Linked DNA regions of Mus musculus: region 1 is linked to region 2. Evidence: chromatin contacts called from public HiChIP or PLAC-seq data. All regions are on one chromosome and are shown on one strand. The core of a region is the stretch at or near the end of the contact, and the rest is flanking DNA. Distances in the headings are between cores, read along the strand shown.

Evidence for each region. HiChIP or PLAC-seq counts read pairs in DNA pulled down with a chosen protein or histone mark.
Region 1: a contact with region 2 is called in an H3K4me3 HiChIP or PLAC-seq map of neural progenitor cells, with 6 times the contacts expected there. The contact joins two enhancer-like sites. A contact is called at or near these places in 7 of 39 promoter capture datasets (the HPC-7 cell line, cranial neural crest, frontonasal cranial neural crest and 4 more), 3 of 484 Hi-C or Micro-C datasets (nephron progenitors, neural progenitor cells and stem cell-derived motor neurons) and 18 of 115 datasets of contacts at active chromatin or transcription factors (the 230-238 cell line, the SCID.adh cell line, astrocytes and 14 more).

What each region holds. Positions count from the first base shown.
Region 1 is chr1:137,897,649-137,904,600 of GRCm38.p6, forward strand. It overlaps Gm4258 (a long non-coding RNA gene), which reads left to right and starts at 819. Exons shown (of 3, transcript XR_003948014.1): 1 at 819-1,137; 2 at 1,780-6,952. Within about 2 kb of position 5,538, at least 33 of the 459 cell types and tissues checked have an H3K27ac peak or open chromatin away from gene starts, as enhancers often do. A contact at or near this core is called in neural progenitor cells and neural stem cells, where this site is marked.
Region 2 is chr1:137,375,599-137,382,345 of GRCm38.p6, forward strand. No RefSeq gene overlaps it. Among named protein-coding and RNA genes, the nearest start is that of Gm34244, 25 kb to the left of the region's middle. RefSeq lists an enhancer at 2,555-3,884. Within about 2 kb of position 3,178, at least 40 of the 459 cell types and tissues checked have an H3K27ac peak or open chromatin away from gene starts, as enhancers often do. A contact at or near this core is called in neural progenitor cells and neural stem cells, where this site is marked.

The sequences.
Region 1 (6,952 bases), core at 4,288-6,787, 520 kb after region 2:
GCATTAGTGTTACAAGGCAGCCATTATTTGTCAGGCATGCTTCGGTATTGAGAGAGTGGGATTCGATGATTTTATGGGACCTTAAGCTTTAAGTCTTGACAAATATCTCAGGTGTTTTAAGAACCCTGGTGTGTAAATATCCCCCTGGATAACTGGAAAATACAGTTTGTCTCCAAGTTTTATGGACATTTTATGTTGCTTAAAGAGGTAATTAAAGATGGAATTTGAGGGAGAAGAGTGTATTTCCTCATCCACGTTAGCTGACTTAGTTTGAGTTTCTCATTTAATTTCCCTGGCATTTTGCTTTTTTGATATTTTCAGCGTTACTTTCCCCTTGGTTTTCTACAGAATGAGCTAACGACTCAAAAAAAAAAAAAAAACCTTAATTCTGTTGCCGGTGTCACTCATGAATAATTCAGTATGTTGGTTTAGAACTGCACTAAAACCTTCTTAGTTTTTAAAATAAAATCAGAAAACTTATCATTGGAAGTCCTTGATCCTGGTGCTCCTCAGCCTGACAAATTCTGCAAAGGGATGCAATGATAATCTATTTCTATCATCACTGGAGCTGAAGGGAGAGCAGCAACAACAACATTTTTCTTGAAGGCAAATCACACACAAAATTGCAGGTCAAGGGGATGAAAAGGGGGGGGGGATCTTGCAAAAGCTGAGTTTCTCACCCCCTCCCACAGTCTCTGGGAGGGTGACTTCAGTGACTCCTAACTGATCTGTCACTGTGAAATCCTACAGTCATTCTTCCACACATAAAGGACAAATAGGCAGGAGAGGAGGATCTAAATGCTTTCAGTTTTAACTCTTCACCAATAGTGGAAAAGGCAGAATGCCTAAGCTATGGTTCTGTGGCCAATAGGATGGCGGCGTGTCTCTCACATGACTGCCTGCCCCTGCCTTTCGCATGGGCTCTAATTTAGTTCAATTCAGAACTGCAGATAGTACGGTGGAGCAGGGATGCCTGAGCACAAGTAGCGAGTTCCGAGTGACTTTAGGAAATGCTTCCCCCCCTTCCTGGGCATGCAAACAAGACTCTGCACCTGCACCGCAGTTTGTTCCGGAGAGAAGCCTCGGCTTCGCCCTGCAGGGACGAGGAACTAGAGCAAGAAGCAGCATTTGAAAATTGTAAGTATACATTTCTTTCCGTCAAGTGCGCTGATTAAAATAGTTTTCTGCCAGAAGCCCCAAATACTCGAAGATTTGCCAGGGAATCCTTTTATGCGTAGTTTGAAAGGTAGCCAAAGGGCAGGGAACTGTACCGGGGAGCATTTGTTGCATGCTTTCTTCTGTGAAAGATAAAGAATTAAAAAGAAAAGTAAGGCTTTCTGAAGAGTAGCTGTAGGAGACTCCGCACTGGGACACTGCTCCAGCATGCTGCTTTGTTCATAGGGAAAAAAAATGAAGGCACACACATGTGTACTTAGTTCTCTTCTTTTCGCTCTTTATGTCTAATCAGATTTGATTTGTCCCCAGGAAAAATAAAAGGCAAACTTTGCTGACTCCACTGGCTAGGGCACCCCACACTTTCCAGACATCTGACAGTTATTATAATTAGCCATGAAAGACTGCTAAAGACACTTGGAGGCAAAATAGCTCTTAAATCTGAACAATGGCTTCAAGCCAGGGCTTTCTTTTGATTCATTTTTGAAGTGTTTTAAATTTTACAATAATGACAGAGACTGAACTGTTTTTTGTTTGTTTTTTTTTTTGTTTTTTTTTTTGTTTGTTTTTTGTTTTTTTTTTTTTGTCCACAAAATGTGAAACGAGGTCCGGGCACGAGTGACGGCAGCTGAAAGTGGCCAGTGTGGAGAAGGAAAAGACAGCTTTCTGTCTTAGGAGCCAGGCCTCCATATAAAGATTTTTTTAAAATTCCTAATAGGGTGGGGTGAGGATGTGGGGGGTGGGGAGGAAGCATGCCGAAGCTTCTTCATAGAAGAATCCTCAAAGAATAAAATAATTTAGAATGTCTTCCTGCGGGAGGAGGCAAGGCTATAGCTAACATCTAAGTTGTATTTATGGTAAGATTTTTTTTTGATGGAGTTTTAAACAGAAGTGACATTCAAAGCAGCATTTAAAAAAAAAAAAAACAATTGGAAACAAATGGTAGAAATTGTTCCTGTTACTGCTTTCTTTTCATAGTCAACTAGGGTAATCCAGCAATGCTGGATTGTGTCTTTCCTTCTAGAATCATCTAAATCCTTAAAAAGTTATGTTTGGTCTCATAAGAAATGAAACTGCAAATCAGATCAGTGTGATTATGACTGATGAAGATTCTGAACAACAAAGACTCTGACAGAAAGAGAGTTTATAAGAACACACTGCCCTCCCCATTTTTAAAAGAGAATATTAACTCCATCAATTATTGAAAGGAATTATTCAGAGGCTCCAGACAGAACTAATTACGGCTTAGAGAGGTGCCAGAGCCGAGCCGGTGCTGTAATTATGAAAGTCCAAGACATTAGGAATCATTTTTTTTTAAAGGAGGCTTGAGCACAGAATTTCACATAATCTTTTAAAAATACACCAGTTTTTCTTTGTCTGCTCTCTCATGTTATCTACACCTCCCCCACTGCCGCCCACTGTGCGCTGAGACACCTGAAGGCTAGACATAATGATCAACAGAGCTCCAGCCTGTCTGGACTCCAGCCAGGTCCCCCCCCCCCCCACCCCCCTTCTACAATCAAGGAGCTTGCACGCAATGCATGCCGAGCCTTTCCACCACTATGTGCAGATCCGGGATGGAAGTCGTACACATACTGCGGAAAGATTAAAGACAACAATATCCCCTTTCTCCTACCCTAGACAGACTCAATTTTTAACCCTTTCATTGCCTTTAAAACCGAGATGTCTCAAGCACTCGAAGGCAGGTCTCCAGGGACACTGCAACTCCTGCACCATTTCGCATAGAAGCACACGCCTCATTTGGTGTGGAAATCCCATCTCCACGGATCCTGGCAGAATATTTGAGGATTTACAGTGTGTTAACTAAACGAAACAGAATTCACTGGTGTGGGGAATGCATTTTTGAACAAACTTAAGCTATATAAGATCGGGGTGGGGGGGAAGTCTGAGGTCTGTGGGAAGGTTCTTACAAGCCTTGCTGAGAGGGCTGCAGAGGGTTTCTGAGGCTGCAGTTCTGTAAGCATCGTTCTTTTTGCCTCTGTGTCTTTTTCTCATTCTCTGTCTCCCACACACTTAAGGCGCACACATGAGCCAGAAAAACACATCACTCTATCACAACGAAGCCAGGTTAGTTGGTGATGTCATCACAGATAAAATTTTGCCTTTGTGGGCAACATTTTCAATCACCTAGACGCCAGCGTCTGCTGGGTGTGTGCCCATAGGAAGTTCAAGTGTTTGCGGGGTTAACCAACAGACATAGGAAAGCAGTCTTTTATTCAGAGTTCTCTCTCTCTCTCTCTCTCTCTCTCTCTCTCTCTCTCTCTCTCTCTCTCAGATGTGTTTACGGGGCAGTATGGGTGTGCTTATCATGATATAGTCATGTAGCCAGAGTTCTGTGCTTCTAGTACGCCTTATTAACATGCTGATTATACATGTGGCTAGATTTCAATATGAATAGATGAAATGAAAAGCGTTTTAAAATAATTTGGCTCAAAATTTTACAAAAGTAATAGTCATTATGAATTGGTATTTGTCATTTGCGATTACTTTTAATTGATTTTTACTATTAAAATTCCTCAAGGAAAGAATCATTTATACAAATGATTTTGAAGCGATGCCCATTTTGTGCCTTTGTGCGTATGTCTCTGGATTAGCTGGAACTTGGATTCAGTGTTTGTGCAGTTGTTCACTCTATATTTTTCATCTCTACTTTGGGGGTCTTCCCTAAAGAGTCACCTACCAATCAAGTCCTCAGATCTTTATTAACATACATATGGTATTATTTTATTTTTCTTATGTCGAATGGAAGAAAGATAATTTCTTTTGCCACCCTGTAATTTGAGATAGAGATGGAGAAAAATTCCACATGCATTCTACACCTTATCAAGTTTTTATATGTAACTTATTAATAATGTAGGAATTATGATATGTTTGCTAGCTCAGACATGCCTGGCATTTGATATTCAGTTTTGTAAGCGTTGAAATTCATTCTTTGTACTTCTAATTTAGAAAAGATTTTGAAAGCCTGTGTCTGTGAACAATTGCAGTAAAGGATCAACAGAACAACGGATTTATTTGCCAATGTATTATGTGATTGTTTTAAAGCAAGAGAATAAAAAATTACTGCTTCATTTGATTATTGTCCAGAAAAGCATACAGTTGAAGAATTAACACATTTTGTACTTACAAAAATTATATAAGTTGACTGGTATTTCTGTGGCGTAACACTCCAATGTAAACAAGTAAATAACTTTTTCTAAGGCATGACTTTCTATTTTCGTGTAAAGGTTCCCTCCCAACACACACTGAAGTTCTGGCCTGATGAAAAATAATTTAATTTCTTTCTCCAAGAGAGAAAATGAACAAGCTGTTTTTGATTCCACCCTACTTTCTAAAAGGCAGACCTGACCTGGCCCTCTGGGGATACAGGTTACTAGAAAGGCATCTTTCAAAGACAAGAAGATAATGGACTTGATTGAAATAGCTGGACGACGTAAGGCCAGTTCAAGAACAAATGGTGTTTCAGAACATAACTGTGAGCAAACAATTTCCTATAGTTTGTTCTCCTTACACAATGGTAATGGTTTATTGGAAATAGCAGAACAAACAGGAGATAGATGTACCCAAACAGAAAACAACCCATGTCCTTTCATGTCAGGGATGCATCAAGAGCCTTGGTGATCACAGAATATTCTTACTCCAAGTCTTTTTGTTGTAGATTTTACTGGCTCCTCAGCATCAGCTGAGGGTTGTGACCAGGTGTGGGTGATATTTAACATGCACACTAGAATATAGGATTGTGGTCACAATTTATTTTTGTTATTGTACAAGAGGGTTTGAAACGTAGAGTGTGACTGTACTTTAATACAATGAAACTTGGGTAGCAAGATCCACTGGTTATGATTCTTCTAAGTGAGAATCATGCTCAGGTACTGAGTAAAGTGGGTGAGATATTATTATAGATACTACACACCCTACTACTTTCCTAACTCAAAAACTTCAATCCAAATTTGAAGAACAGAACAATAATTACTACAGAACTAGACTGTGTTTCTGAGCACCCAGTTGATTCCTGAAAGTACACTCTGTGGTCGTAATCTCTCATGAAGAAAAAGATTGTGTTTTTTAAAGCTTACCCTGTAGGTTAAAGGCCTGAAATTATTGTGCACAGATGCCCAAGCAGTGTTCAGAGATGGAAGGAAACTCTGGTCGCAATAGCTAAGAAGGGGAACTGGTTCAGCTGCTCTATGCTCCAAATCTCCTACCTCCACTCTGAACGCGTGCTGAACTCAAGATTAATTGGAATGAATACTATCAAAGTGATTTTTATAACTTACAAAAGAGCCACTGTTTTGTTAGATGCCCTCGTGATGGCAGAGAGTATGGAAAGTGATGGACTGGCCCTCTGCTTGCAACCTACTCAGGCCCAGGGAGACACTGGGGTCAGACCGACTCATGAATCACAGATAGGAAATGAACCAAATGCATATTTGGAAGTTTAAACAGAAACATTTAGGATATATATATATATATATATATATATATATATAAAACAAATAAATGAATTTTGGGTTGATTTTTGGCACATCTTTTAAAACACCAACCCTTAGTTCAGCTGAAATAACTTTTTATACGTATAGCTAAGACCAGATGGCCACACGCTCCTTTCTTATTTAGATGAGACTCTTCCTTTCAATAACATCTTTCTTCCTGACCTGCTTAAAAATTCCAGCGAATGAAATCAGCACAGGATTTTCAATTCTAATTGACCATGTGCAGAGGAAGGGCCGGGACAGAAATCACTAGAGGCATTGTAAGCCTCTGCCTCAGCTCTGGCTTTGTATTTTACCCTTCCTAGCCTATCCAAACTAGCTGAAAATATTGAAAATGTTTAACATTAAATAACTGCATGATTATTCTTTAGTGTAAATTAGTTGATCTGATTCTCTCATTTAATCATAAAAATCCAAAAGAATTGTCATTCACTTACACAGCTTTGTTTTTTAAAAAAGTACCTTAAAATAGTAGCATAACAATTGAATTGAGATAGGAAGATAGAATGTCATATTTATTTTCCCCATTCCTTATGTAAATCATTATTATGTCATATGTATACATGATATTTATTAGTATTATCTGCATGCATTTTCAATTTTATGGAAATATTAATTATCAAGATTTTTTGATATATTGTAAATGAATGATAAGAAATGAAAAATATTTTCCTTGATGTTTATTCATACTTTTTCTAACAATAATACTGGAAATAGAAGATGAGATATGTATGTATATATGTATATACATATGTATATACATAATATATAGTTCAATGAAGTTAGTTATATATGCTTTGAAAGTGGGTATCTACTTTGGTAGGCACCCATAATTTTTTTGTTGTTGTCAAGCTCATTTTAGGGATGTTGTGGTGCTAAGGCTTGAACCCAAGGCCTAACGTGTGCTAAGCACAGATTTGACCACTGAGCTATACTCAGACGCTCTTTTGGATAAATTCTTGACTCAAATCATTATCTTTATATTCATTTTTACAGTTAAAAGTACTATGTTCTAAGTATGTTTTTGGAATGGCAAACTGTGAGATACTGACATTATTTTGACATAAAATCTTAGAAGAAAAGTTGAACTCGTGGTGCACATTTTAAAAGCAGACAGAAATTAAGAAAGTAAATATCAATTATTGGTGCCACTGGAAAATCCTATAGAGGCTTTATAGCAGTGCAGGCCCTGGATTCAAGGTTATACTCATTATTTGGGATGGGGGACAGCCTAGTATGTAACAAATATATTGACAAATATAGAG
Region 2 (6,747 bases), core at 1,928-4,427:
AATGCCGTGTGTGTGTGTGTGTGTGTGTGTGTGTGTGTGTGTGTGTGTGTGTGTTATCCCAGAAATTTCTTCACTGGGGTTTGCAACTGAACACGCTCTGGCTAACTCCCATGCACAAATGTGTTTGTGAAGGCTGTCCTTGCTGGCTGGTGCTCTCCTACCTCACCTGTGTTTGCAATTTGCATTGAGATAAACTATCTCGCTATCTAATGCACCATAAGATTTGCAGTGTTTCGTATCAGAAGGAAGATACTCCATAGTTATCAAACCATGAGACCAGTCTGTACATCCTGTGTGTGTGTGTGGCATGAGCTGGGGCTAAGGCCTCTTCACTGTGGAAAGTTGTGCCAGGAGACAGAGAGCTAGAGGGGAAAGCAAGCTGCTTTCTGACTGCCTCAAGGGCTGCACCCTGTGAGAGTGTAGCTGCATCCTGTGAGAGTGTAGCTGAGAATATAGTTTTCCACTGGCCCAGGGTCTTTTGTTCAGCTGCAGGGTATCATGCTCAGAGCCCGGCATGTGGAGCTGTGCCCTTCATGAGATCATTCTGTGGCTCCTTTCAATGACTTAGATTTACAGGGAGCTCAGAGGATCACGCTAATACATTTAAAGTGTCCCAAGCACTGAGGACACTGGTGGCCTCCCTCCCTTCATGGAGTCAAAAATAAACACGATGCCAGATCACACAGGAAGTAGCACAATCCAGGGGCTTGGTTTATTTTTACTTTTTATTTATTAAAAACTATTAATTGCTTGGCTACTCACAACTGAAATATCAAATGGATAACTTAGAAAAAGTTTTGGGGACCCTGGGCGGTTGTTGCTCTAAGAATGTGCTTAGTCTGGTCACTACTGAACTCATAGCAGGGTAATTGACAAGGGCAAGAGAAAACAGGTGGCCGAAGAAGGCAAATGTGTGTGAGAAAGTGACCTCAGTAGGTGAAGGCTAGGTGGAAGTCATTAGGATTCTAAAACTCCACCAGATAACCTGGACCATGTGTACTTTGGCATATCTGGTAGCACCAAGACATTTTGATTTATGCCAGTCTTTAAGCTGATCTCTGATAAGAGCAGTGTTTGGAAGTTATCTGGCATGATTACTGACACATGAAGAGAGTTTTAAGTTGTGCACGCTTTTTACACACACCAGAGTTCAGAAGTTGCTACCATAATCTGCCTGAAAGCAGTGAAGTCTTTGCTATTATTACTCGACATGCACTATTACTCGGCATGGACTCGACAGCACGACTTACATACCCTCCGCACGGAATAAGATCCCTTCATTCACACCAGTTGAGGGGTGGAACAGGAGAGTCCTGTAAAAGCAAACGAGGGAACTTCCTTCCCGGTTAACAGGGGCTTTTTGGAGATAGGATTTCTTGACTCAGAAGATCAAAGCCTACAACCTTGGTTTTATTACTTGACTTTTTGTAGGGGGTAAGGGAGAGGCCTCATTGGCACCATAAAGAACACATCATAAAAACGATTTCTTTTCATTGAGTACTTATTCTTTATGGGTCAGGGATATCTGTAGCCCCCTTCTGTAAAATCTGCCAAGAAATACTTTTTATTTTTCCCTGACTGTCAGAAGCACCGCTGAATCCTCCCTAGACTGAATTGTCAGGATGATTTTTTCCTTTTATATGACCAACACTTAACATAGTGATTATACCACGTAATAGATGCTCAGTAAATTCTCTGGACCGATCCATACAGTGAATAAATGAATGGATGAATGAATGAATGATGTGGGATGAACGTACTTCACTGATTCAAGTTTTCTAAATTTGGCTAAGCTGGGAGAACTAGAAATACTCCTGGAATTTTAACTCCTAAGTTGCTACCTGTCAACAATCACTTGCACCCCAAAGGTTGCATCTTCTGAAGGGCTTTAGACAATGTGTCAAAAAGCCCTTGGAAGGTCACTTTATAGATCTGTCCTACCTATAAGTGGAGTGTAGAAGAAACAGAAAGCATTTGGTAATTTCTTGGAAGCTTTCTTTATGAGGCAAGGTTTTCAATGGCAGCAACTAAGAGGCTGAGCTCCTAGCCACATTTTTCTTTTTTCCTAAAAGTGTTTTGGAGGAAAAAAGGAGGAGGAGGAGGGTGGGGGCACTGGGATGGGGAGAAAGGGGGAGGGGAAGGGGAAGGGTGAGGAGAATGAGGGGGAAGGAGAAGGAAGAGAAGAGTAGAGGAAGAAGAGGAAGAAGGAGGAGGAGGAAGAGGAGAAGAAGGAGGAGGAGGAGAAGAAGAAGAAAAAGAAGGAGAAGGAGAAGGAGAAGGAGAAGGAGAAGGAGAAGAAGAAGAAGAAGAAGAAGAAGAAGAAGAAGAAGAAGAAGAAGAAGAAGAAGAAGAAGAGAAAGAAAGAAAGAAAGAAAGAAAGAAAGAAAGGAAGAAAGGAAGGAAGGAAGGAAGGAAGAAAGAAAGAAAGAAAGAAAGAAAGAAAGAAAGAAAGAAAGAAAGAAAGAAAGGAAGGAAGGAAGGAAGGAAGGAAGGAAGGAAGGAAGAAAGGAAGGAAGAAAGAAGAAGAAAGAAATGCAGATATGTACCAGGTCTCATGATTCTGGCCACCACAGCTCTGCAGCTATCATTAGCTCTGTTAAGCTGCTCCACAGTTCTGCAATTCCACAATGCACAAATGTTGCCCATTTTCTTCATAGCGCCAGATCTGGTAAAAGGCATCCCAGTGCCACTTTGGGCAGATCTGTAGCTTCCAACTGGCAATCAGCAGAGTTCTTTAGGGAAAGAGAGTTGCAGTTTCTACCTCACACCTTGGTACATTAATAACATTAATTTCACTCAGCCTTTGTAATCAGAGAGTCCCACCTACAGACATTTATTTGAAGATGTCTGGGGGCCCACACAAGAAGGAGCATAGTAATAATACTTCTTCTAAAGAAGACTGCTCCACGGAGAAGGTAGAGATTGAAGAGCAATAATTACACCTGAAATGTTAATAACTGGATGGCTTTTCTGAATCCTTACAAGTATTTACATTTAAAAAGATAAAATTGCTTGAAAAATTAGATGAAGAATAAGAGCAGTTTCAGTGAAAAAAAACGGGCAATTTTCTTTTTTGTTGTTGCTGTTGCTGGCTGGTTCCCTCAGCAACTGGAGTCTTTGTAAGCCTGGAAACTGAAGGGACCCATTATTATGCAAAGCACCCTGGGACAAATGGCCTTGTAAGTCCTCAGATGGGAGGGGATTTCTTAAAAAAAAAAAAAGGATGCAGAAGAAGGAAGGGGGAAAGGATGCAAGAGTGAAGCCTTCGGTGTTTGGGCTTTTCATTGTGAGCCCTTGCTGCACTGCAGAAATTATTCTGCAGCGGAGTATCCACTGCGTGAAGAGAAAGAAAAGACATAGTCATAGTAATAAACCCTGAATCTCAGGCTAGGGTAATGGATTAGAACATTTAACAATTTTAGACATATTTATCTTTACAAAGATCACATAGTAAATATCAGCCACAGAGTTTAGGAGAGTAGAGAGAAAAACGTCAAACTAGTGTATTAAATTACGAGTGAATGATTTTGTTCTCTCTCTCTCTCTCTCTCTCTCTCTCTCTCTCTCTCTCTCTCTCTCTCTCTCTCTCTCTCTCTCTCTCTTTCCCCCACACCCCAAGGAGAGGTTCCTGGAGAATCACCACTCCCTCTTGCTCTTTTTCCCCTGAACCCTTTGCCAGAGCCCAGCTGCTCTTGCCCCAGTGCATTGTCCCTTGTCCCTTGCCTCAGTTGGACTGATGTGAGCCAGGCTAAGAGGGAAGTGAGGTGTTTTATGGGTATGCAAGTCTCCAATTCCATTAGGAGAACATTTCAAAGTGTCCGATGATATTACTCCACTGGTATCTGTAGCAGTGATCTTGGAGAACAGAACAAAATGGCCACCAGAAAGTAGAGAAAGGCAAACAAACAATTAACTGTCAAGAGTTCTAGACATGAATGGGAATAGAATAATAAAGTCCTGTGGACCTACCACTTGATTGGCACTTCTCAGTTCTTTCACTTTGTGTTTCCTGCTGCTCAAGGCACATCCAATTTCGGTCTGACGTTTTGAAGCAGGTGCCAGATATCATCTTGCTTCATCTCCCCAAGTTTAGGTATATCTTTATAAGAATTTTATTTATTAATATAAAAAAAATCAATTAAATCCCAATCAAGAATAATTTCTCCGTGTGTCAAATAGCCAAGACTCATGTAAGTCAGTTTTTCATAAATGACATTTTTGGATTTATTTTATATTTTACTTAAATCAGTATTTAAGTGGGCCCATTTAAAGCAACAGATTTTTAGAATTTCTTTTTTTTTAATTTTTTTATTAGGTATTTTCTTCATTTACATTTCCAATACTATCCCAAAAGTCCCCCATACCCCCCCCCCCACTCCCCTACCCACACCCACTCCCACTTCTTGGCCCTGGCGTTCCCCTGTACTGGGGCATATAAAGTTTGCATGACCAATGGGCCTTCCTTTCCACTGATAGCTGACTAGGCCATCTTCTGATACATATGCAGCTAGAGACATGAGCTCCAGGGGTACTGGTTAGTTCATTTTGTTGTTCCACCTATAGGGTTGCAGATCACTTTAGCTCCTTGGATACTTTCTCTAGCTCCTCCATTGGGGGCCCTGTGATCCATCCAATAGCTGCCTGTGAGCATCCACTTCTGTGTTTGCTAGGCCCTGGCATAGTCTCACAAGAGACAGCTATATCAGGGTCCTTTCAGCAAATTCTTGCTAGTGTATGCAATGGTGTCTGCGTTTGGCAGCTGTTTATGGGATGGATCCCCGGATATGGTAGTCTCTAGATGGTTCATTCTTTTATCTCAGCTCCAAACTTTTTCTCTGTAACTCCTTCCATGGGTGTTTTGTTCCCAGTTCTAAGAAGGGGCAAAGTGTCCACACTTTGGTCTTGGTTCTTCTTGAGTTTCATGTGCTTTGTATCTTGTATCTTGGATATTCTAAGTTTCTGGGCTAATATCCAGTGAATATTAGCCCAGAAACTTAGAATAGAATTTCTTTTATATTTTGTTTCTTTTCTACTTTTCTTTTTCTTTCATTCTCTTTTATTTTCTGCTTCTTCTTCTTGTTGAAAAGAAAGCTCTGTCATTTCATGTGTTTGAGCAGTTTTTCCTTCCTTCTATGTAGTATATATTTGGATTTTGTTTGTGTATCAGTAGTTAGGCCAAGAGTTTTGATCAGATTTATGCTTGATTTGGTTTTTCCAAGACCAACTTACAGATAGGCTATTCTACTAGAAGGCAAAACATATCTGATTGTCTCTCTCTTGGTGATATTACCAGACATAGCTACTCAATGGTTACAGCAAGTAATTTACTGGGAGAGTAAAATGGTTATTTTTCTTTTTAAAACATTAATTACATTTCTCCCTTCTTTTTCTTTCCTCCATACTCTTCCATAAAAGCTTCCCCTCTCTCCTTCAAATTCATGGCCCTTTATTCTCCAATAACTATTATTGCAAACACAGATTTGTAAGTATATGCATATATTCCTATATGTAACTTGTTCAGTAAAATGATAATGTTTTAATTCTGTCTATCCTTCCTCATCCAAATTCCCTTTGACCTTAGAGTAAGCAATAGTACATTAGTATGAGAAAGGCAGGATAAAGGTTTGATTTTACTCACTCCTTTTCAATGAACAATATATACACTAGGGTTACACATGCTACATATTATATATACAGTTGCATTATGCATATATTAGCTTCAGAGAATGACTCATTAGGCTGTTGCTTTGTTTATATTGTAATACTTTCATGGAAACAAACATGCTAATATGTTTCAGTACACTGCAGTTATTATCGTTATTGATGAGCAAATTAAATAAATTTTGCTAGTGAAAGCCACTTCACTTTGTCTCCTGAGGACTTTTGAAACTAATTGAACACTTTTGGATTGATTTAAGGTTATCTTGACACGCAGAACATTTCTTACAGTGCCTCAGCCATTCAAACACTGGGATTAAAGACAACTGCAGTCATGCTTAGCTCCATCTCAATCATTTGTTTATTTACTCATAATAGAATGTTTTTTAGAAACAGTTTTAGGAAAGGAAAGGAAAGGAAAGGAAAGGAAAGGAAAGGAAAGGAAAGGAAAGGAAAGGAAAGGAAAGGAGAACCGATACATAGAGAGCTCGCTTCCTGAATAAAGTTTCTTCTTTTAGTAATACCAAGCATCAATGTCACACTTGTTATAATTGATATTGTTATGTTATGATAAATATCCATAGATTTTTTTCCTTGTTTAGATTTTTGGGTTTTAATAACTAAGCAGTGTCCACGCTCCCTCAGTGTGACAGCATAGAGAGTAGTCAGTGCTCTCAACGGTCCTGTGCTCACCTCTTCTTTCACCATCCTGTCTGCCAGACCCATGGAAACCACTTATCTATCTTAAAAATTATGTTTTCAATAGAAATAGAATTACTTCACTTCTCTTTCCTCTATCCTCTCTCTCTTGCCTCCCCTCCATCAAAACTTTCCTATGTTCCCCGACTCCAACATTGATAGCCTCCTCTTCTCTGATTAATACTACATATATATGTATATGCACACACCTATACATGCATATATACATATATATGATATGTAATATATGGTACATACATATGTGTGTATCTACGCATGAATATATAATAATTGCTGAATCTGCTTTTGCTGTTGCTGTGTATGTGAGAATCCACTCATCATTTTTATTTTATACTTGGGAGTCTACATACAAATTTCCCACAAGGCTTT